Regions from separate parts of the Mus musculus genome. Here all the other regions are linked to region 6. A link is a contact called in public ChIA-PET, HiChIP or PLAC-seq and promoter capture Hi-C data. All regions are on one chromosome and are shown on one strand. The core of a region is the stretch at or near the end of the contact, and the rest is flanking DNA. Distances in the headings are between cores, read along the strand shown. Region 1 has its middle 8.6 kb from the start of Gm29243. Region 2 overlaps Saraf (store-operated calcium entry-associated regulatory factor). Region 3 holds the start of Dctn6 (dynactin 6). Region 4 has its middle 13 kb from the start of Gm29243. Region 5 has its middle 6.7 kb from the start of Gm33638. Region 6 holds the start of Tnks (tankyrase, TRF1-interacting ankyrin-related ADP-ribose polymerase). Region 7 holds the start of Cldn23 (claudin 23).

Evidence for each region. Promoter capture Hi-C pulls out the DNA fragments that hold promoters and counts their contacts. ChIA-PET counts read pairs in DNA pulled down with a chosen protein or histone mark. HiChIP or PLAC-seq counts read pairs in DNA pulled down with a chosen protein or histone mark.
Region 1: a contact with region 6 is called in a promoter capture Hi-C map of neutrophils, with 2.7 times the contacts expected there. The contact joins the enhancer-like site here to the promoter of Tnks in region 6. A contact is called at or near these places in 6 of 39 promoter capture datasets (the C10 cell line, cranial neural crest, embryonic stem cells and 3 more), 1 of 484 Hi-C or Micro-C datasets (CD8 T cells), 17 of 115 datasets of contacts at active chromatin or transcription factors (acute myeloid leukemia, bone marrow-derived macrophages, craniofacial prominence and 12 more) and 3 of 9 other capture datasets (adipose tissue, embryonic stem cells and macrophages).
Region 2: an RNA polymerase II ChIA-PET map of memory CD8 T cells shows a contact between it and region 6, with 6 times the contacts expected there. The contact joins the enhancer-like site here to the promoter of Tnks in region 6. A contact is called at or near these places in 2 of 39 promoter capture datasets (embryonic stem cells and hippocampal neurons), 14 of 484 Hi-C or Micro-C datasets (the Ba/F3 cell line, CD4 T cells, CD8 T cells and 10 more), 12 of 115 datasets of contacts at active chromatin or transcription factors (the 230-238 cell line, acute myeloid leukemia, bone marrow-derived macrophages and 8 more) and 4 of 9 other capture datasets (adipose tissue, embryonic stem cells, liver and 1 more).
Region 3: a contact with region 6 is called in a promoter capture Hi-C map of hematopoietic stem and progenitor cells, with 2.8 times the contacts expected there. The contact joins the promoter of Dctn6 here to the promoter of Tnks in region 6. A contact is called at or near these places in 5 of 39 promoter capture datasets (the C10 cell line, cranial neural crest, embryonic stem cells and 2 more), 4 of 484 Hi-C or Micro-C datasets (B cells, CD8 T cells, memory CD8 T cells and 1 more), 7 of 115 datasets of contacts at active chromatin or transcription factors (astrocytes, bone marrow-derived macrophages, embryonic stem cells and 3 more) and 2 of 9 other capture datasets (adipose tissue and macrophages).
Region 4: a contact with region 6 is called in an H3K4me3 HiChIP or PLAC-seq map of bone marrow-derived macrophages, with 3 times the contacts expected there. The contact joins the enhancer-like site here to the promoter of Tnks in region 6. A contact is called at or near these places in 7 of 39 promoter capture datasets (the 3T3-L1 cell line, the C10 cell line, cranial neural crest and 4 more), 1 of 484 Hi-C or Micro-C datasets (CD8 T cells), 13 of 115 datasets of contacts at active chromatin or transcription factors (acute myeloid leukemia, bone marrow-derived macrophages, double positive thymocytes and 10 more) and 3 of 9 other capture datasets (adipose tissue, embryonic stem cells and macrophages).
Region 5: an H3K4me3 HiChIP or PLAC-seq map of bone marrow-derived macrophages shows a contact between it and region 6, with 4 times the contacts expected there. The contact joins the enhancer-like site here to the promoter of Tnks in region 6. A contact is called at or near these places in 6 of 39 promoter capture datasets (the 3T3-L1 cell line, cranial neural crest, embryonic stem cells and 3 more), 7 of 484 Hi-C or Micro-C datasets (CD4 T cells, DN3 thymocytes, the G1E-ER4 cell line and 4 more), 8 of 115 datasets of contacts at active chromatin or transcription factors (the NIH/3T3 cell line, acute myeloid leukemia, bone marrow-derived macrophages and 5 more) and 1 of 9 other capture datasets (embryonic stem cells).
Region 7: a contact with region 6 is called in a promoter capture Hi-C map of the 3T3-L1 cell line, with 2.5 times the contacts expected there. The contact joins the promoter of Cldn23 here to the promoter of Tnks in region 6. A contact is called at or near these places in 1 of 39 promoter capture datasets (the 3T3-L1 cell line) and 1 of 115 datasets of contacts at active chromatin or transcription factors (pro-B cells).

The regions. Positions count from the first base shown.
Region 1 is chr8:34,206,780-34,209,596 of GRCm38.p6, forward strand. No RefSeq gene overlaps it. Among named protein-coding and RNA genes, the nearest start is that of Gm29243, 8.6 kb to the right of the region's middle. Within about 2 kb of position 1,487, at least 70 of the 459 cell types and tissues checked have an H3K27ac peak or open chromatin away from gene starts, as enhancers often do. A contact at or near this core is called in CD8 T cells, acute myeloid leukemia, bone marrow-derived macrophages and 3 more, where this site is marked.
Region 2 is chr8:34,162,078-34,165,112 of GRCm38.p6, forward strand. All of the region lies in intron 2 of Saraf (store-operated calcium entry-associated regulatory factor), which reads left to right. Among named protein-coding and RNA genes, the nearest start is that of Mir6395, 3.1 kb to the right of the region's middle. Within about 2 kb of position 1,759, at least 67 of the 459 cell types and tissues checked have an H3K27ac peak or open chromatin away from gene starts, as enhancers often do. A contact at or near this core is called in CD8 T cells, the HPC-7 cell line, Th1 cells and 4 more, where this site is marked.
Region 3 is chr8:34,107,164-34,110,263 of GRCm38.p6, forward strand. Dctn6 (dynactin 6) reads right to left here and starts at 1,549. Exons shown (of 7, transcript NM_011722.4): 1 at 1,256-1,549. The coding sequence starts at 1,278. It also overlaps a transcript of Mboat4 not described here.
Region 4 is chr8:34,228,094-34,230,978 of GRCm38.p6, forward strand. No RefSeq gene overlaps it. Among named protein-coding and RNA genes, the nearest start is that of Gm29243, 13 kb to the left of the region's middle. Within about 2 kb of position 1,533, at least 16 of the 459 cell types and tissues checked have an H3K27ac peak or open chromatin away from gene starts, as enhancers often do. A contact at or near this core is called in CD8 T cells, bone marrow-derived macrophages and memory CD8 T cells, where this site is marked.
Region 5 is chr8:34,178,424-34,181,339 of GRCm38.p6, forward strand. No RefSeq gene overlaps it. Among named protein-coding and RNA genes, the nearest start is that of Gm33638, 6.7 kb to the left of the region's middle. Within about 2 kb of position 1,653, at least 2 of the 459 cell types and tissues checked have an H3K27ac peak or open chromatin away from gene starts, as enhancers often do. A contact at or near this core is called in bone marrow-derived macrophages, where this site is marked.
Region 6 is chr8:34,964,123-34,966,985 of GRCm38.p6, forward strand. Tnks (tankyrase, TRF1-interacting ankyrin-related ADP-ribose polymerase) reads right to left here and starts at 1,568. Exons shown (of 27, transcript NM_175091.3): 1 at 892-1,568. The coding sequence starts at 1,543.
Region 7 is chr8:35,825,144-35,827,940 of GRCm38.p6, forward strand. Cldn23 (claudin 23) reads right to left here and starts at 1,416. Exons shown (of 1, transcript NM_027998.4): 1 at 1-1,416. The coding sequence starts at 1,189. The coding sequence ends at 299.

The DNA of each region.
Region 1 (2,817 bases), core at 237-2,736, 760 kb before region 6:
TGGGCTCACAAAGCACCATGGTTCTTATGAGCTTGGGAAAGAGAAAGACAGTCCCCACCCCTCCCCCAACCTTCTTTTCCCCAAGTGACTTTTTTTTTTTAAGACTTATTTATTTTATGTATACAAGTACACTGTAGCTGTCCTCAGACATGCCAGAAGAGGGCATCGGATCCCATTACAGATGGTTGTGAGCCACCATGTGGTTGCTGGGAATTGAACTCAGGACCTCTGGAAGAGCAGTCAGTGTTCTTAACCGCTGAGCCATCTCTCCAGCTCCCAAGTGAACTTTTAAATCACATTTGGATAGGAAGGTCTCACAGGATTTAATTTGACTAAAAAAATAAAGGATTAAAAAAATATCTCTTGTGTCACGGAGCTACGTAAAGCAATGTACATATATTACCTATAGTTGCCTGCTCTACTTAAAAAATTAAAATTGCACTCATTTATTAGTTACTTGCATACTGCATGCGGGTAAATGCCTGCCATGGGGAGTTAGTTTTCTCTTTCTACCGTGTGACCCCCCCCCCACCCCCCACCCCCGGGATGAAATCAGGTGGCCGGACTTGTCTCTCACGTTAGATTCTAGGTGGCTCCAGGTCCACCTCATGACTCTCTCCACACAGAAAGCTCCAGTGATTAAAGGTTGGTTATCCAGGGGCTGCATCATGGTTGAGCTGGTATCGGGGCAGGGCATGTGTATGGGTGGAACACAGTTGCTTGCCATTGAATAGTCCTTTCAGCACAAACACTCAAGCGAACCAAGCCAACAAATCCATACAACAAACATGCAGACTTGTGTGTGTGGAGAACTATGTGAAGAGATGCTACACTGGGACAAGCCACGGCTTGCGCCAGAGACTGGCTTCTCAGAGGAACCCACTGTCCAGCCAGGATGCCTTCCTTGGCAAGCTTTTCCTGCCTGGGCCTCTGTCTTCACTTTGTGGGCTTTGAGATCTTGCAGGGTATGGTGATTTGCATAAGAGTGGCCCCCACACACTATAGATTTGAATGCTTGGTCACCAGGGAGTAGCACTATTTGCAAGTATTGGGAGGTGTGGCCTTGTTGGAGGTGCCAAGAAACCTACAAGGAGAGCTTGTCTCCTCTGCTCTGAGTGTGGGGCACCTGCCACCTGTTTCCTGAGGGCTCTGTCACTGGGCTGGAGCTGGGGCTTGATGAAACCAGTGCAAACTCAGGCTTAGTAGGTGACGGTATTGCCAGAAGCCCGCTCGCGGCAGCGCCTCATTTCTGCTTTTGCAGACATCCTGGCTTCAGCAAAAGGCGGTGCAGAGAATGCTGCACGGATGTTGTCCTTTGGGTGCAGGTTTGCTGAGTGGGCAGGTGGTGCTAGTATCTACTGGAGCAAGTTGCTAAGGTTGGAACCCAAACCAGAAAAATGGTAGGTGTGCCGTGGGGTAGAGACAAGAACAGCTGCAGTATTCAGGGGAGTGAGTCAGCGGAAAGAGCCTCCTTCCTCCTCTGGCACTGAGCTCGTGAGGCCAGCCCACCTTCCTGACTGCCCAGATCCATCTAAGCATCACCGGGGCTGCTGTTTCTGTATGTCAGGGCAAATTCTGCCTTGCTCGCACTTTAGCCGCGTCGGTAGTTTTGTCTTGGGTGGTGTGGTGGTATGTGGGGGCTCCTCAGTGCCTGTGGTTTTGAGTCTCTCCCTCTCTCCTTGTAAAATGAAGAAGTTGGTAAAATGTCTGACCCTGCTCTTTCCTACCAAGAAGGACTGGCAAGAGGGTGTAGGTTGGTGTCTGTGGTCGAAGAGTAATCACTGAGTTTCACTGGTGGTTCTTCCAAAGCCAGGGCTGTAGGTTGGACTTGGGAATTCCGTTTCTGGAACAAGCCCTGGAGGCTAATGAAGGGGGTGGTGCTTATGCTAAAGTTCTGTTCTCCAATTGGTTCTTGATTTGTCAATAAAGGAGGCCAGGACCAATTGCTGGGTAGAAGGTACAGGCAGAACTTCTGGGTTCCAGGAGGAAAAGGCAGGGACACAGAGAGGGGCTTTTCTACCATGCTTTGGAGGACGAAGAACACAAGAACCATGTAAGGTCTCAGGGAGGGGGCAGCTAGGGCCTGCAGCCTCTGCTATAAGCGGGTGGACAAGGATGTTTGGCAGGGGCTAGATGGGACTAGCCACTAAGTTTAGGGCAGGTGGAAAGATGGAGATAATAAATTGCTAAGGGCATGCTTTTCTAGGTGAGAGATATCTGAGCCCAGCAATTGTGTCAAGAAGACAAACTGTGGAGGAATAAACTGTGTGTGTCTTTTATCCACAGATTGAAGGGTCTTGGGTGGGAGCTGGTAGTGTGGTCACCTCCCTGAGCAAAGGCCAGTAAACAAAAGGGAAACAGGGAGGGGCTTTGCTGACCCTGGCAAAGGTGGTAAACAGGCTAACCCAGACTTATAAAGAGGACAAGAAATTAGATGCCTTCCGGTGATCTCTTGTGTCAATCAAAACCTTCCCTGTGTGCCCCTGAAACTGCTTGTTGTTCTTCCAAGTTTAGTTGCTTTTCAGTCATGGACAAATCAACGTGGGGGTATTTAGGTCTTGTGCACGCAGGACTTGACCAGCAAGAAGACGCTGCAACAGGATCCTTCTGCACACGTTTATTGGGAGAGCTTGATTGCAGAGGCGAAGAAACCCTGAGCCCAGAACTGGTGCTGCTTTTATAGGCCTAGGAGAGGCGTGTCTCACACCTGGATTGGTTATGCACTACGCCTCATTTGCATGTTCCTCATCTGATTGGCTACTCTCTCTCAGTACCTCACAGAGCCTCATTATCATACCTCATTTGCATGTCTCACAT
Region 2 (3,035 bases), core at 509-3,008, 800 kb before region 6:
GTGTTGTTCTAGGCAGCTCAGCTGGTTTGAGAGTATCTCTCGCCGGGTGTGGTGGCACACGCCTTTAATCCCAGCACTTGGGAGGCAGAGGCAGGCGGATTTCTGAGTTCAAGGCCAGCCTGGTCTACAGAGTGAGTTCCAGGACAGCCAAAGCTACACAGAGAAACCCTGTCTCGAAAAACCAAAAAAAAAAAAAAAAAAAGAGAGAATCTCTTAGTGGTCCTTACTGTTTGCATGCATGTCACAAGCTGAGGCCTGGGTGTTTACTTTCAGAGCTTAGCGAGCTTTTCTGCAGGATGGAATGTGTCTCCTGTAGTTGGAACTTAAGCCTGTGTATTAACGAGCTTCCCTCCAAGATGGAGGTTAAGCAGAGTCTCACTCTGTAGGCCTGGTGGCCTGGAACTGGCTGTGTGGACCAGGCTGACCTCAAACTCATAGTGATTTCCTTGCGGCTTCTTCCCAAGTCTTGGGATTAGAGGCATACAGCAACAAAAAGAAAAATAGCATATTATGTAAATAAAAAACATTTGGGCTTGAAAGAAATCATCAAGAAAGATGCCCCAAAGCTGGGTTTGGTGGCCCACGCCTTTAATCCCAGTGCTCAGGAGGCTGAGGCAGGTGGATTTCTGAGTTGGAGGCCAGCCTGGTCTACAGAGTGAGTTCCAGGACAGCCAGAGGTTCATAGTGAGATCCTGTCTTAAAAGCCTCCAAAATGAGCGAGAGAGAGAGAGAGAGAGAGAGAGAGAGAGAGAGAGGGGAGGGGAGGGGAGGGGAGGGGAGGGGAGGGGAGAGGAGAGGGAAGAGAAGAGAGGGAGAGAGAGGGGGAGAGAGAGGAGAGAGAGGGAGAGAGAGAGGGGAGAGAGAGGAGAGGGAGAGAGAGGGAGAGAGAGAGAAAAGAGGGGAGAGAGGGAGAGAGAGGGGAGAAAGGGGAGAGAGAGGGAGAGAGAGAGGGGAGAGAGAGGAGAGGGAGAGAGAGGGAGAGAGAGAGAAAAGAAAAGAGAGGGGAGAGAGAGGGGAGAGAGGGGGGAGAGAGAGGAGAGGGAGAGAGAGGGAGGGAGGGAGGAAGAGAGAGAGAGAAAACAAAAAGAAAGATGCCCTAATTATGCCTCTCCTATACATACATATACTCCTATGTATTCAAGAGAACTAAAGACACATTTCTTCCCCAAATCTATAAAGATATTTGCAGGAATATTCAAATAGCTAAAACCTAGAGACAGCTGGAATGTCCTTTGGGAATGAGTCATACAGTGTAGTCCATTCCTAAGGTAGAGTGTTGTTTAAGTCATTAGGAAGGACAAGGTGCTGCTTGATACTGTAACACGGGTGGGCTTTGAAAATGCTCTGCTGAAGGAAGACAGCAGTTACAGACTCCTTGGAGTCTCCTCACAGGAAATGGCTAAGTAGGGGGAGGTAAAGCAGACAGGGTGGGGGCCAGGAAGGGGAAGTGGCAGCTGTGCACGGGCTGAGGTTTCTTTGGGGATTGTCGAATTACACCTCAGCCTAGCTATTTATTATAAACAGTAAAACAGTGCACCTGAACTTGAAAGAGAATTTGAACAAAACACAACCAACAGAACCGGTTACACTGGCCTGGCTTGTACCTCTAAACCTTGGGAGGAAAACATCTTATCTGTCTACTTAGTTTTTGATGGTGCTGTTGTACATGGATGTTGTACATGCTCAGCCCCTGCCTGCCTTACACTCCAGTCTGAGTTTTGTTGTTTTGATGAGAGATATTTCTGTGTTCCCTGGCTGGCCTGAAACATGGTGTGCAGCCTCAGCTGGCCTTGGACTTGAGCCTTTGGGCAGTCATCTCTGGCTGAAACCCTGTTTTCTCTAGGTCTCTTCTCCCCCCACCCCCCCACCCCCTGTAAAATGTAAGCATCATGGACTCTTTTTGGAGTTTTATAAATATTGTTTTAAAAAAGTTAAAGAAGATTATGTGGGATTAGCCCCTGTAAAGTCAGTCCATGCTTTTAGAAAACGTGCATGGGAAGTTTTGCTTTGCAGAAATCATTAGCTCTTATTTATCTGACGCTTGTTTAACAACCATTTCACTGTGTTCACATCATTTCCCGTTCCTTTTTCTAAGTCCTCTCACACACTCCCCTTGAATTCACGGCCTTTTCCCCTTTAGTTGTTATTACTGTATATATACAATAATATACAATATACATAATTAATATTTAAATACAATGTGCTGAGTCCCTTCACTTTTGCAAGCATGTGTATTCTTAGAACTGACCAGGTGGTATTAGATAACCAGTTAGGGGGTTCTTCCCTGATACTGATTCTTTAATGATTAACATCTAAACCATCTAGCTGTACAGGATGTACCTATGACAACAGTGGCAATCAGGTGATAGTTTGAAGATTTGCCTTTGTTTTATAAATTGTGGAATAACTGACATGTGTTGTCTTAGTTGCTGTAAAGAGACACCATAACCATGGCAACTCTTATAAAGGAAAACATCTAATTTGGGGCTGGCTTACAGTTTCAGTGGTTTAGTCAGTATTATGGTGGGATGCACGGCAGGATATAGGCAGACTTGGTGTGGGAGGAGCTGAGAGCTCTACATCTTTATCTGTAGGCAGCAGAGTCTGTGTGCCACACTGGGCATAGCTTGAGCATAGGAGACCTCAAAGTCCACCCCCACAGTGACACACTTCCTCTAACAAGGCCAAACCTCCTACTAGTGCCACTCACTATGGGCCAGGCATTCAAATTCATGAGTCTATAGGGGCCAAATCTATTCAGATTACTACATCTGCTGGCTGTGTTGGTGCAGACCTTTAATCTCTGTGAGTTCAAGGCCAGCCTTGTCTACAAAGTAAGTCCAGGACAGCCAGGGCTACACAGAGAAACCTTGACTCTAAAAACAAAACAAAACAAAAACAATTACCTCCCCCGACCCCTACAACACGTACAGAAGGATGTGCAATGTGCCATCTGGGGAATAAGGAAAAGCGACAGAGTGAGTGCTCGTGTACCCGCCCGCCAGCAGTCTAAGAAGCACCCAGTAGACCTAGTC
Region 3 (3,100 bases), core at 299-2,798, 860 kb before region 6:
GAAAAAGGTTTTAAGAGATTCATGGAAAAATAGCAAGTCAGTGGTAAGAATGTTTAATGTATTATGAACTTCTTAAGTGGCACACAGCCTATTAGGCCAAAATCACATATACTTTTAAATGCTTAACAAAACAGCTTTGGATTTTATTTCTTAACAGTATTCTAACTGTTCTGTCTTGCTTTCTGTCGCTGTGATAAAGACCATGACCAAATGCAGCGTGGGGAGGAGACGGTTTATTCGCCTTACACTTCCTGCTCACCATGCCCAGGGAGCTCAGGGCAGGAACTATGACTGCTTACTGGCCCACTTGCTAAGTAGCTTTCTTAAATGGCCCAGGCCTACCCGACTGGAGATGGCTCTGCCCACAGTGGGATGGGCCTTCCCATCTCAATCACAGATCAAGACACTCACCCCGACATGGACGATCCTTCAATTGAGGTTCCCTCTTCCCAGATGACTCTAAGTTGTTTCAAGCTGACAGTTAGAACTCATCAGGACACTAACCCTAGAATTTCTACAGACCATCAAATGATAATGCATACCACAAAGTTCTTAGAGCAAAGTTTATTCCTGGGGCGTCACTGTTCTGACACCAGTATTCTCGATTCTGAGCCGAAAGTTGCCCAGAAACACCCTGTCTCTCTAGATCTTTGTCCTGTGATAACTGAATGCTTGCTTCCGGGGCGATCCACGCCCTCTTCTGGCTTGAGAGACAACATTCACACGCACACACCTTAACACCGATACATGCATATACATACAGCTGTATATGTATATGTATATCTCAAGACATTAATCCCAGGACAAAGGAGGCAACGGCAAATGAATCCCTATGCTTTTCTGTTATCCATGCGGTCTCTTTCCACCAACGGCTCTCACTGGTGAAGACTGTGACAGGAAAAGCCATAGTTGCCGGCCCTGGGCTCTCAGGCACTGACATAAGGATGACAGCATCAGTGTCTTCTTCCAGGCCTCCCTCTTCCTGATCAGAGGCAGGGCCGACGGTGCAGCCACCGCTGAGCAGCCTTCTCGCCCGCACAACCTCCCTCAGCCTCCCTGAGTCCCCCACGCAGCCCCAATGGAGTCTGCGCAGGCGTGCTGGGATGGGTGGGGGTCACGGAACAAACCCTCTCCGCCCCCACACCCCACGGACGCCAGGTATGGGATTATGGAGCCATCCACCTATACACCGTCTCAGTGCCCCCACGCCGCGACCAGAAACGGGTTCTGCCCCTGCGGAGGTGTTAACACGTACCTCTTTTGCGTCTTCTCCGCCATCGTCAAGCCCGGGTCTCAGGAAGAGCTGAGATCGATTTTTGCAGCCTGGCTAGAGCGATGATCTCTGCATGGGATTGCAGAGCCTGGCACGGCCTGGGAGAGGCGGGGCCTGAGAGACCCGCCTTCTGCTTTCCAGGTTCGCGCTTGCGTGCTGAGGATGGTTTGCTTTTCGGGGTTGGCTTGGCTTGCTTCGCTTCTGCCTCCTGGAAAGTCGTTTTTTCCACTTGACAGTGTTTACCAAGTCTATCCTAACCCCATCAGCCCTGATCCTTATCGTTAAGTTCACTCTACGTTTAACTTCCTCCCTAAGCCTGTCAAAATCTCTTTTGAACATCAAATCCAGTTTTTAAACGTCTCTTTACAAGCGCGCGCGTGCGCGCGTATGCGTGTGTATGTGTGTGTGCTTGGCTCTTCTGAGGCTTTGTCATCTCACGCTATTAAACTTTGAAGAAACCAAGCTGTCTTTCCATCTCCCAACTACTGCTACGTAGGACCCAGGTGGCATAATAAGGATTCATTCTGAGAAGCAAAACCAGCAGGAGATATGAATTACGAGGGTTTTGTTAGGAATTAGTTAGGGATCTGCTGTGCAAGTTCGAAACCCGTAGATCAAGCTGGGACTTTTTCATTTGGAAGGCCAAGCTGCTACCCACAGGTGGAATTTCTTCTTTTCAGGGGGGAAGTTTCAGTGTTGCTCTGAACCCTTTAAACTGATTGAATCTGGCCCACTCCTGGTTATCCGGGACAATCTGTTTCTTAATTAAGCAATTTCTAGTCACACCAAGAAATATCTTAAAGGGGGTGTGTTGGGGCTGTTGGCTCAGTTGGTACAGTGCTTGCTTAGCATGCATGAAGTCCAGAGTTCATTCCAGAGAGTCACACGAAACTGGCCATGGCAGAACCCACCCATAAACCCAGCCCAGGAAGGATCACAAATTCAAGGTCACCCTTGGTTACTCAGAGTTATGGCTCCTGCCATTTTCCTGGTTTTTATAGTGGTTGTTGTATTGTTTTAACAGTTTTTCTAGTGTGGTTTATTCTTTTTTATGATTTCTCAGAGGGACTTGTTTCTCTCTTCAATCTGAAAGATTCCTTCAGGTCTTCTGTAGACCTGGCTTAGTGGTAATGTGTTCTTTGAGTCTGGTTTTGTTTGTTTGTTTGTTTGTTTGTTTTTGGTTTTTGAGACAGGGTTTCTCTGTATAGCCCTGGCTATCCTGGAACTAACTCTGTAGACCAGGCTGGTCTCGAACTCAGAAATCTACCTGTCTCTGCCTCCGGAGTGCTGGGATCAAAGGCGTGCGCCACCACTGCCCAGCTTTGAGTCTGTTTTTGCAGTAGAAAGTGTTTATTTTTCCTTTAGCTAGAACACGTAGGTTTAGTGGGTGCAGTACCAGAGTACTTTCAGACTTTGAAATACATCATTGTGAGCTCTTGCAAGACGTTTAAAGTTTCAGCTGAACAGCCTACCTTCATTCAGAGGGACACACCTGTTCAGGTGATGTGGTGTGGTGATGCTCTCTTGCACTTTAAATACACTTTTTTTTTTCTTTTATGGTCCTCCATGTTAGTGTTTTAAATACAGTATGACAGGGGAGGTTCTTTTCTGGTCTTCCTGTCTAGTGCTTCCTGTATCTACTTCCTCAATCTCCCTAAACCTGTGGGGGCCTTTCCTGTCACAATTCTTTTGAAACTGTGTTCTAAGCCTTTAGGATAAGATTCTTCACTTCATATGTCTGTAGCCCACAGAGTTTGTCTTAGACTTTAGAGTAGATCTTGGAACTCCCATTTATACTTTTTTTTTTCTTTTCTTCTTATTTTTTAA
Region 4 (2,885 bases), core at 283-2,782, 740 kb before region 6:
GTGTTCTTATAAAAGCCTCTAGCGATGTGAGACATCAGTATCCTTCACTGTGTCCTCTGTGGGCTTTGCCCCAAATGCATTCGCACCTGTATCCTAACCTCCTCTTCTAAGGACATTTATCACATTGGATCGGGGCTAGTTATGATTGACATTGATTCCCAACTTGACAAGCTCTAGCGTTACCAAGGAAATAAACTTCTGGGAAAGTCTAGGAGGGAGTGTCTAGGTTGGTTTAGTTGAACTGGTGAGACTAGCCCTATAGGTGGGCATCACCATTACGTGGATCCAGGTCTGAAAGAAAAGGAGAGAGTAAATCAACCACCAGCCTCCACGGCTCTCTGCTTCCTGCCTGTGGATACAATGTAACCAGGCACCTACGATCCCATTACCAGAATGGATTGTATCTCTTCCTACGGGAGGCCCAAGCAAACCTTTCTTCCTTAAGTTGCTTCATGGCAGGTATTTGGTCACCACAATGAAGAAACAGTAACTAATCCAGCTACCAATATGGAAAGGCTAGCAACAGAAACAGCTAAGCAAGGAGTCTCCTGCCCAGGTAAAGACACATGGCTTTTGAGATGGTGTCTTGAGAAGTTTCAGTCGGCCATGTTATATGCTTTTGATGGCAAAAGGCCAACAGTATCACGTGTTTGGCTCCTTCCTAAATGTTCTAATGAGTAGCTCATATAATCATTTTCTGAGCCTCAGTCTTCCCTCACATTCCATGGAAGAAGGAACCTCTTTAATTCTGTATGTAGGATTTTTATTTATTTACAGAATAAGGCACTTGTTTTTCTAAAATATTTGTATTACATTTTATTTATTTTATTGGGGCGTGGTAGTGGTACATATTTCCTAGCCTCCCTCCCTCTCCCTCTCCCTCTCTCTCTCTCTCTGTGTGTGTATATGTGTGTGTGTGTGAGAGAGACAGAGAGAGACAGAGAGAGAGACAGAGAAACACAGAGAGAGACACAGAGAGAGACAGAGAGAGAGAGATCATGAGTTTTTTGCAGGTCACAGAACAATTTATAGGACTCTGTTCTTTCCACCATGTGGATTCATGAGATCAAATTCAGGCCATAAGGCTTGGTCGCAGGAGTCTTTAACCACTCAGCCCTGTTGCTGGCTTTGACTGCTTCCTGCCCCCAAGACAGGGTCTCTCTCTCTCTCTCTCTCTCTCCTCTCTCTCTCTGTTTTTCTCTCTCTCCCTTATGTAGCTCTCGCTGTCCTGAAACTATGTAGAATAAGCTGGCCTTGAACTCTCAGAGTTCCACCTGCTTCTGCTTTTTCAGTGCTGAAATTAAAGGTGTAGGCCACTGTGCCTTTTAAAAAAATGTGGGACAGGGTCTTTCTGCTGGTGTGTACCATCCCACCTGGCTGGTGTGTAGGCATTTTCACATTTATTCTACTTGATGAGGCCTATAGTTTGGGCCTCAGTATTTGTACTTCACATGCCTAAAGCCAGCAGCCCTGACTCCTGTCTCTTTAGGTCATGTTGGTGAAGAGACTATATGACATCACAGGCAGCACTTGCAGCACTTGCTGGCCACCAGGTCTGTGACGCTTGGGTTATATTTAGTACAGAGGAAGCAAAGGCAGACAGCTATGAACTCACCATTGTTCCAAGCAGGGCGGAGTCCACTGAGTCTGTGGGGCCAACTTCTCAAGGATCTTTTTCCTGTGAATTAACGTAGGTTGGTCTTCCATGGGGAGCTGTGGTCAGTGGGTAGGGCATTGTGTGTTTCCATCTCATTGTCAAGAACCAGCTGTTTATGTTAAAAAAAAAAAGACCTTACATTTAATTAGAACCACTTAATGTTATTTTTCTCTCTGTGTGTACGTTTCCACAAACATGGGCCATGTCATATAGGTAGAGGGCTCTCTTTCTACAATATGGATCCTGATGGACGGACTTCATGGGCTCTGGATTGATAGAGGAAGCCATTCCCCACTCAGCCAGCTCACTGGCCCCAACCTTAGGTGGTATTCAACTTACTGAGCATCATTTTTTTAATTATAAAGTAATAAATGGTTAACAGTTTAATGCTGTTGAATGCTGCATTTTTTATAGTATTATTTGTTTCTGGGGACATTTCTCTAAAATAAGTGTGTGTGCATGTAAAATAATTACTGAAAACAGCATAGGTCATATTTTTAAATAAAAATTTATCCTCTAAGTATTATTTTAAAGTTTCATATGTGTATTGTATTTACACAGTTTCTCCTCTCCCTTTTCTTCTTTCACCTGGTACTATGTATCCCCACTCCCCTCTCAAATTAATGGCCTCTTTTCCTTTAATTATTAGTATCATATACATACAGACACACACATACACATATGCAAAAATACTGAGTATGTTTAGTGTTGTTCGTGTGTGTGTGTGTGTGTGTGTGTGTGTGTGTGTGTGTGTGTGTGCGTGTGTGTTTAGGGCTGACCAGTTGGTAATGAATAGCTAATTGGGGGTTCATCCCAAGGAAGAATGATTCTCTCTTAGCAGTCACTAGTTGCCAGTAGCTCTTCCTCTAGGGATAGGACCTTGTATAATCTCCCCTGCTTCTATGTCGCCAAGCCAACTGGTGCTATTGATGCTTATTATAGATGTTCAAAGAAACCTAACCCTGAACTTTGAATCAGCTTTAGCTACAATGACACTAACCTATATATCTCAAGAGATGGGAGGTCTTGAGAGGATCTGTCTTGTTACGGTAAGGTCCTTTGAACATTTAAGTACAGACCCATTTACATTATACCTCAGTGATTTCAACAGAGAAGGGATGGCTTTCCCACAGTGCAATGGACAGCAGATTAGCCTTCCACACTAGCCTGGCAAGGTCAAGGTCCTTTAAAGGATTTATTTTTATTCCTGTGTATGGATATGTGTTTG
Region 5 (2,916 bases), core at 403-2,902, 790 kb before region 6:
TTAGCAATGTAGATAGATTTTGGACACATGTTTATGCCATGGCCACTCCAGACAACGGTGTCAGATGAGTGCAGTTTTTGTTTGTTTTTGTTTTTTTCGAGACAGGGTTGCTCTGTATAGCCCTGGCTGTCCTGGAACTCATGCTATAGATCAGGCTGGCCATGAACTCAGAAATCCACCTGCCTATGTCTCCCAAATGCTGGAATTTAAGGCACGTGCCATCACTGCCTGGCCAGATGAGTGCAGTTTATATCTTCAGTGTATGTGCTGCTTGGGTTTGTAGAATATTGAGATCCATGCCGAAATGTGGACTCAGGACGTGACTGTCGGAAGACCTGCCACCTGGACACAGTCTTCCAACTTTCTGCATGGGTGGGTAACTGAGTCACGATGAAGTCCATCTTTGTCTCAGTAAGACAGCCTCCATGCTCTTCAGGGAATAAATCTAGGGTGAATAGGCAGCCATTGCTTTGGGGGGAGCCCATAACAGGGCTTTAATAAGTGGCTTCAGGAACACCCTTGCTTACAGTCTGTAGAGATCAAAGGTTGCCCAAGAGGGAGGAAGGGGGTTCTCTAGGATATCCAACAGGCTAACAGAAGGAAATGCACCTACGTTTCTCAGAAACCGTTTGGGTTCACGAATGCTGCCTTTGGGATGTTGAGGCACCTTTTACAAGAGGAAGGGGAGGATGGTGTCATGGTTAGGGTTACATCACCAAAAGCAACTCAGCGGAGAAAGGGCTTATTTAGTGTATACTTCCGCAGCACCGTTTATCATTGGAAGAAGCTAGGACCGGAGCTCAAGCAGGGCAGGAACCGGGAGGCAGGAGCTGATGCAGAGCAGGGCAGCACACATGGTGCTGGAACGGTAGCTGAAGGCTAGATCCTGGATTGTAGACTGAGAAAGAGGGAGAGAGGGAAGGAGGGAAGAAGGGAGAGAGAGAGAGAGAGAGAGAGAGAGAGAGAGAGAGAGAGAGAGAGAGAATGTGTGTGTGCAGTTTGTGTGACTGTGAGTCTGTGTGTGTGCTTGTTATGAACACAGGAGAGATTTAGGTTGTTGATATCACTGCTAATAACTGTCTGTCTGTCTGTCTTCCTTTTTTTTTTCTTTCTTGATGTTGCTGGGACCTGAACCCAGGGTCTTGCCTGTGGCAAGCATTTGTTTCAGTACTGAGTCACACACACACATACATTCAGACTTCACTACTCGCTTTTATAGCTATAGTGATTGTCATACATTAATCAATGGGTAGGGCAGTGCCTGGTTTCCATGTTATACAGTTGTTCATAATATCACCTATCGAAAATTGGAGTGCTAGAGAGATGGCTCAGCGGTTAAGGGCACTTTCTGTTCTTGCAGAAGACCCAGGTTCAGTTCCCAACACCTATATGGTGTCTTACAACAATCTGCAACTCCAGTTTCAGGAGATCCAATAACATCTTCTGACTCCTGTGGGCATCAGACATGCATATGGTACACAGTCATGCATGCAAGTAAAACACTCATACACATAAAAGAAAAATAATATGTCTTAAGAAGAAAAAGTTGTGATAAAGCAACTCATGGTAGAAAGAAAACCCACATTTGAAAACGTGTATTTCTTTGAGGCATTGGCTATCCTGGTTTCTAAGCTCATGTTTTTCTTGTGCCACTAGAGGGCAGCAATGGTCCATTTTGCAAAGTAGTACTTCCTACTGCAGGACAGTGTAATCCCTTTAACTACATTTATTTATTTCTATCTTAAACTGTTAATGTACATCAGGTTATGCTGTTGTAGACTTTCTAGGTAGATAATTTTTTTGCAGACTGTTATGAGCGATAAGTTATTTCTTCTAAAGTTACTTTTTATACAAAAAGTTCTCTGACATGGTAATAGGGGTAACATCTGCTATAAATGATGTGTGTTTGTGGTGTGTGCCCGCTTTCTTTAGGCCACATGTTGACACTGAGAGCTATCGTCAATCGATTTCCACTTTAATTTTTGAGGCAGGTTCTCTTACTGAATCTGGGACTTAAGTATTTGGCTAGGTAAGCTGGCCAGTAAAGTCCAGGGCTCCTCCTGCCTTTGCCTCCCCAGCACTGGGACTGAAGGTGGGTACACTTGCGTTTGACTTTTATGCAGGTCTGGGGATCTAGACTTAAGTTCTTTCTTTCTCTCTCTCTCTTTCTTTCTTTCTTTCTTTCTTTCTTTCTTCCTTTCTTAAGATTTATTTATTTATTATATGTAAATACACTGTAGCTGTCTTCAGATGCACCAGAAGACAGCATTAGATCCTATTATGGATGATTGTGAGCCACCATGTGGTTCCTGGGATTTGAACTCAGGACCTTCAGAAGAGCAGTCAGTGCTCTTAACCACTGAGCCATCTTTCCAGCCCCCTAGACTCAGGTTTTCATGCTGTGAGATAAACACTTTATTGACTGAGCCATCTCCCTAATCCCTAGTTTTACACTTTCAGTCATATGGGATCTGACTCTTTCCCAAATATCAAAATATATGTGTATTTGGAGTCTTTCTCAACTCTTCTGTTACTGTCTAAGCTGTCCCCGGTCACTTCAGTCCTGTGTCCTCTGACAGACAACTTGCATGAGTTAGGTCAGGTCATGCTACGCTGCAGCACAAGCCTTCCCATGTCTCCCCAGCTTGGTCACCAGGTGGCTCACACTAAGTGCTCAGTGCTAAATGGGGCATCAATCACTTCTCCAAAGCTCATGGAACCTCAGGAAGAAGGGGCAGAAAGTCTGTCTGAGCCAGAGGATGGGGAGGAGGGATGTGAAACGCTGCTGTAGGGGTGCACACAGCTATTGTACTTTTGAACTCATGATAACTATGGTTACGGGGACATGATCAAGTCAACAAGACCAGCCAGCATCCTGGCAGGCAGCACTTATAGCACTCAATGGTTGTGAAGGGG
Region 6 (2,863 bases), core at 318-2,817:
CAAAGCAGTGAGATTACAGCCCTTTTAGTTTTGTTCTACATTTCTGTGTTTTATAAAAATATTCTGCGTTTCAAAAAGAAAACAACTACATACTCAGAAGGGGGATGGGGCAAAAAAAAGTTCAGTTCAGCATTTAGCAATCAGTGCCTATGTGGAGAGTTTCCCCGCCAGAGACTTCTTCCTAGATCCTTGCTCAAACAACCTCTCATCTTTGTCTCTAAGAAAATGAGCTGAGAGACAAGGTAAATACACAATGGACCTCAAAGCTGCGCCCTCGCTCTCGCTCTCTCTCTCGCTCTCTGTCTCTCTCTGCCCCTTATCATAAGGCACACAATACCCTTATCACTACTGTCTCCGACTGGCCCGCTGTAGTCTCTCCAAACAGACAGTCGACTTCATAGAAAACGTGACGTTTCACAAACCCCATTGTCTTGCGTTGTGTATCTTAAGAATATGAGAGATTCTTAAAACACTTGTTGAGTTACCGTACACTTCTTTTGGCCCGGGACTGTCTGTCCTCCGGGGACAAAACCGTGCCGAAAACAAAAACAAAAACAAAACTGTCTCACGAACGACAAAGCTGTCCCTAAAGCGACTCAAATGCAACTTGTCCCAGGCAGGCACACTCTGAACTGAAAAAGTTTTAAGCATGCCCACATCCAGGGTTGACCGCTACACAGAGTTTGCATAAGTTGAAGTACCACGGTTGCAAACACTGAGGGGTGAATTCACACCTCGTCCCCGCTTCCAAGTCCCCACCACCCATGCACTAAAAACTTCAGCTCTCGGGGTGAAGTCCTGCTAACAACCTGTAACTTCTTTGTCCTGGGTCCAATCACCCACCCTCCGCTCCGAACCCCGTAAACCACAATTCTCAAGTCCCAGACAGACCTGCTGCGAAGTGCAGGGGAGAAGACTTTCGGCCGGCCATGTCCTTGGCATTCACGTTCGCGGCGTCCACCAACCTCTTCACCCGGGACACGTCCCCATTCCGACAGGCCTCGAGCAGCTCCCGCAGGGCCCCACTCACGGCTGGGACCCCCGGGCCGAGGCCCGCCGCCCCGGCTCCCAAAGTTGCCGTGGAGCCAACTCCGGCCGCCTCGGGACTCTCCGCTAAGCTCGAGCCAGGGGAGGACGGGGAGGAAGACGAAGACGAAGTCGGGGAAGAAGCGGACGACGCGGAGTTGTTCCCGCCGCCGCCGCCGCCGCCGGCTGGGGTGGGAGCGACCCCGACGGCGGCGGAAGCTGCCGGGACCGCGGCCGGAGCAGCCACGGTGCAGACGGCGCCGTCCACCGGGTCGGGAGATCGCGGCCTGTCGGGCGGGTCCCGGCTGCCATCCCCCTCCGGCAGCGCCAGGCCGTGCCGCGGGGAGGCGAAGGGCGCCAGGCCGCCGGCCGTAGGCGAGGCAGGGGTGGGTCCCGGGGCCAAGCCCGGGCTGAGCGGCGGGGGAGGTGGCGGTGGCGGAGCCGAAGCCCCTGGGGCGGGCTGGAGCTGTTGCTGATGATGGTGGTGATGATGCTGAGAGCGACGCGACGCCGCCATCTTCCCACTCCCCCGTACTGTCACTGCGGCAACGGCGCCACCGCCCGCCCTCACTTCCGGATTCTGGACCAATCGGGATCCAACATACCCGGAAATGATTCCTGCCGAAGTGGGTGGAGTCCGAGAGAAGAAGGGAAGTATTGGAAGCTCAGAGAACAACCAGCCTGGGGGCGTGGCTTAGTAGTGGAGCGACGGGCTTTTGTGACGCCCTGGCGGGCTGGCTGGGCAGATTTGAAAGTTGTGGTGAGCCACTACCTGTCTGAGAAACTTCTGCCTTCCTTCACTTTCTGCGGGATTGCTTCGGTCGGCTTCAGTCTTCCCTCGGGTACCCGTCAGTCTGCGGTGTCTCCCTTCAGAAGAAGCTATTAAAGTGTAACTTATGCAAACATCTACCAAACGTCCTCGTCCGAAAATGGAATTAATAGTACCCACCTCACAAAGTTGTTTGCAGGAATGAAGTGAGCTAATGCATACAAACGCTCTGAAGAATAATTATAATTAGCACATTGGGAATATTTTTAAATGCAGTGTTAGATATCTCTCCACCTTACTGTCTCTTTGTACTGTCTCTTACGTCTCATTCTGACACGGGACAGGAGGGAAGGATAAGGGAACTTTATTCTCTAAGAGCATTTGTACTTAATACCGGAGAAAGGAATCCATGCACATACACACTGTCAATAGCTCAGTGTTGGGGTCTGAGAGTCGGATTATTGAATTTATACCCTAATACTGATTAGATCATGGACATAGCTCAGAATTATCTGAACTACATTATCTTTTTCTGTCAGCTTATAAAGGAAAACACACACACACAAACGACAATGAGATCTTTCTCAGGTGCAGGAAGTTCTGCCAGGTGATCAGGTCTGATTTAAGCCATTTTTGACATAACAGTTCATAATGACCTTTAATTTGATGGGCCCTATGTAAAGCTTTGTGGAATTCCTTAAGATTAACAAACCTCAGGACATACAGAACATAACAGGGGATGTGACCAGCATGACCCTTCTCTGAGTCAAACTATTTTTCTATGTCAAAGGCTGGTAGGCATATTACAGCAACAATATGAAATAGCTGGCAAGCATGGAACAAAATGGCCGCAACTATGCTAGTGGGTCAGGAGGACACACCGCTTGGTTTGTCTCTTCAGAGTTAAATCTGACTAAGGATGCTCTGAGAGGCATGCAAGACTCACTGGCATTGGGAGTATGCAAACCTAACTAGACAGAGAATAAGAAGGGACAGGAATGAGCAATGGGGGAGCGGGGTGGGGGAGGGGGAGCACCAGACGAGAATCTCGGAGACTGAGCAGACCAC
Region 7 (2,797 bases), core at 166-2,665, 860 kb after region 6:
AGGGACGTTTTAAAGCCTGTTGGCTGATTGCAATTTTGTTGCTACTGCGATGAACAGTATGCAAAGAAAACACTACGCACTCTTGTCACTGCATAAGAAGACCTGGTCCCTCTGGAGAGAAAAGTAAAACTCCTTAAAAGATAAATGAACCCAACCTAGTATTTGGAGAGGAGTTTGGCCCTAGAAAAGGAAGGCTTGCCCTCCAGTTAGAGGAAGGCGACCAGGGTTCTAGTTGCAGATGTACTGGCAGAAGTTCAAGTCACCCTCAGACTCCAGGCAGAGCTCAGGTGAACCCTGTCTACAGGTCGGAGTCACAGGGCAGCGAATTTTGGCAGGGCCGAGTGCTGCGAGAGGAGGAACCACCTTGGGAGGTGGCTGTCTTCTTTTCTTCTCCCTCAAGCACATCCATCGGGTTGGTGTAGGACTTGGGTGGCGGTCGTGGCATCGGGAATCCAACCTTGAGCTTGCTGGTGTCCCTGTGCTCTGCGGTGGGAGGAGGCCGATGCTGTCCGTCGCTGTAGTACTTGATGGCAGGTGTGAGCGCTGGTTCCGGCCAGTCCACGTAGACGGTGCTGATGCTGCTGCGGCGCGGGCCTGCTGGGGGCGCCTTGCGACAGCGGCGACAACGCTCTTCACACCAGGGCGCAAAGCTGAGCGCCAGAGAGAAGCCGCCCAGAAGCAGCAGGCAGCTGCCTAGGTAGCCCAGCACCAGGCTGTAGCTGACCTGCACCGTGACCGGCGAGCTCGGGGCGGCCAGGACGTCGGGATCTGACAAGAAGTGGTTATACCAGGAGACCGGGATGAGGCTGAAGAGGCCAGCGACGAAAAACACCACGCCAGAGAGGCCCGCTAGCCCGTAGTGGGGCTCATCTTGCCAACAGCGCACACCGAGGGAAGCCAGCAGCAGCCCTAGGGCGGTAGTGGCCAGTGACGTGATCATGAGTCCCCGGGCCACCTGCACAGGCTGGGTCTGGAAGTAGTTCCACTCGTCGGGCTGGCCGCACTCGCGTTCGCGACTGCTCTGCTCGCGACATATGTCCCACAGCCCCTGGTACAGCACCACGTCCACTGGCTGGTCCAGAAAGCCCTTCACCAGCCGCCAGCCCGGGGCCAGTGTACTGACAAGATTAAGCAGCAACCCGCAGGGCGTGAGCACCATGCCCAGCGTCATCACCACCGGCGTCCGCATCCTGCGTAGCCTCTTGGGTCCCTAGCAGCTGTGGCTGCTCCGCTGCGCACCCTGTCCTCGAATCTGCGAGGTTGCCGGGCTGGGTAGCAGCGATGCTCGCTGCGCTCTCTGGGCGCTCTTTGTCTCTCGCGCGGAACTGTCCCCACTGAGCCTCTCACACCAAGTCCCCTCCTCTCTCGCGTCCCAACCGCTCCGCCCTCTCGCCCAGCCGCTGTCCCTAATCGAAACCAGCTCCGAGTCCGGTCAGACCGAAACCGCGCGCCCAGGTGCGGCCCCCAAGGCCAAACCCTACCGGGTGGGAGGGGCGGGAGCGCCAGGGCCACTTGGCAAGGAGGCGACCTCGGACTCTGAGGACCCGGACACCCCACCCTAGCCCAGCCGCTCCTCCTAGCCCGGCCACTCCTCCCAGCCCGCCCGGATGGTTTAGGGCTCGAGCAAAGGTCGCCCCGCCCTCGCTCTCTCGCACTGCCTGCGCGCTTGTAGGCGGGACAAAGGGGGCGGGCCGCTAGTGTCGTCTCACCTGTCGCCTAGCTACACCTTCCCCTCTTCCCTTTCCTTCTCAGGTCCGGTCAGAAAGCAAAGCGTCCCTACACTGCCTCCAATTCTCCCCAACTCTGCCCGTGGGCCCTGCCAACACAAGTCTCTTTTCACTCCCAGCTGGTGACCAGCATCCCTCGAAAGTTTTGCGCTGCCATCTGCAGCCACGTAGGGCACAGTGGTGCGCTCAGGATGCACGGGACCTGTGTGCACCACGGTTTCCAGGCTCAGGGTGTATCCAAACAGTTGCATTATGGAAACTTTGCTAGACTTGCTTAATAAAGTCTCCACGCTCTGCCTGAAGTTTAACTCATATGAAAGGGAGAGTATTTCTGGGTTGAAGAGTTGCGAAAGAGTTTTCTCTTCAGTCTTGTAAAGTCCTGCAGTGACTTATGTGTGTGTGTTGGGGGGTGGGGGTGGCACCCTTCTCAGAGGAGAATGAGGGAAGGAACTAAATGGGGGTACTGGGAGGAGAAGGGGAGCTGTTTGGGATGTAAAGTGAATACATTTAAAAATTAATAACAAACCGTTTTTTTTTCAAGTGGATAAGAGGCTGACTCGATTTTCCCGTTCAGAACTTGGCGGGCCTATGATGTATTGGAGAAACCCAGAGGTTCTGCGAGGATGGAATATAATTGGTTATTATCCAAAGAATGTCAATTAGCTTTTTTTATTTTCATGGAAAAGGGCAAATTTGTAACCAATGAAATATAATTAGAAGGAGCACGATATTCACCTTGATTGGTTAAAAACGACAGCTTGAAAATCTGCATCGGCAAAGGCAGGAGCCAGTGATCCCTGATGTCACTGGTTTAGTGTGCAGCCTTTAATTAGCCAATTTGACAGAATACAATGTTTACAATCCACGTGCTTAGGTTTCTTTTTTAAAAGGTTTTTATAATGAGCGTATAATTACCCACAATAACGTAATATGTTTTGCTCATTGAATACCACCTACTTTGGCACTGCCTGTCAAACTCATCTTAACATTCCTGTTGGTCTAGGTATGAGCTGTTCACATTCTCCTTAAATACCTTTACATATTTAGAACATATTCACTTTATATTGGGC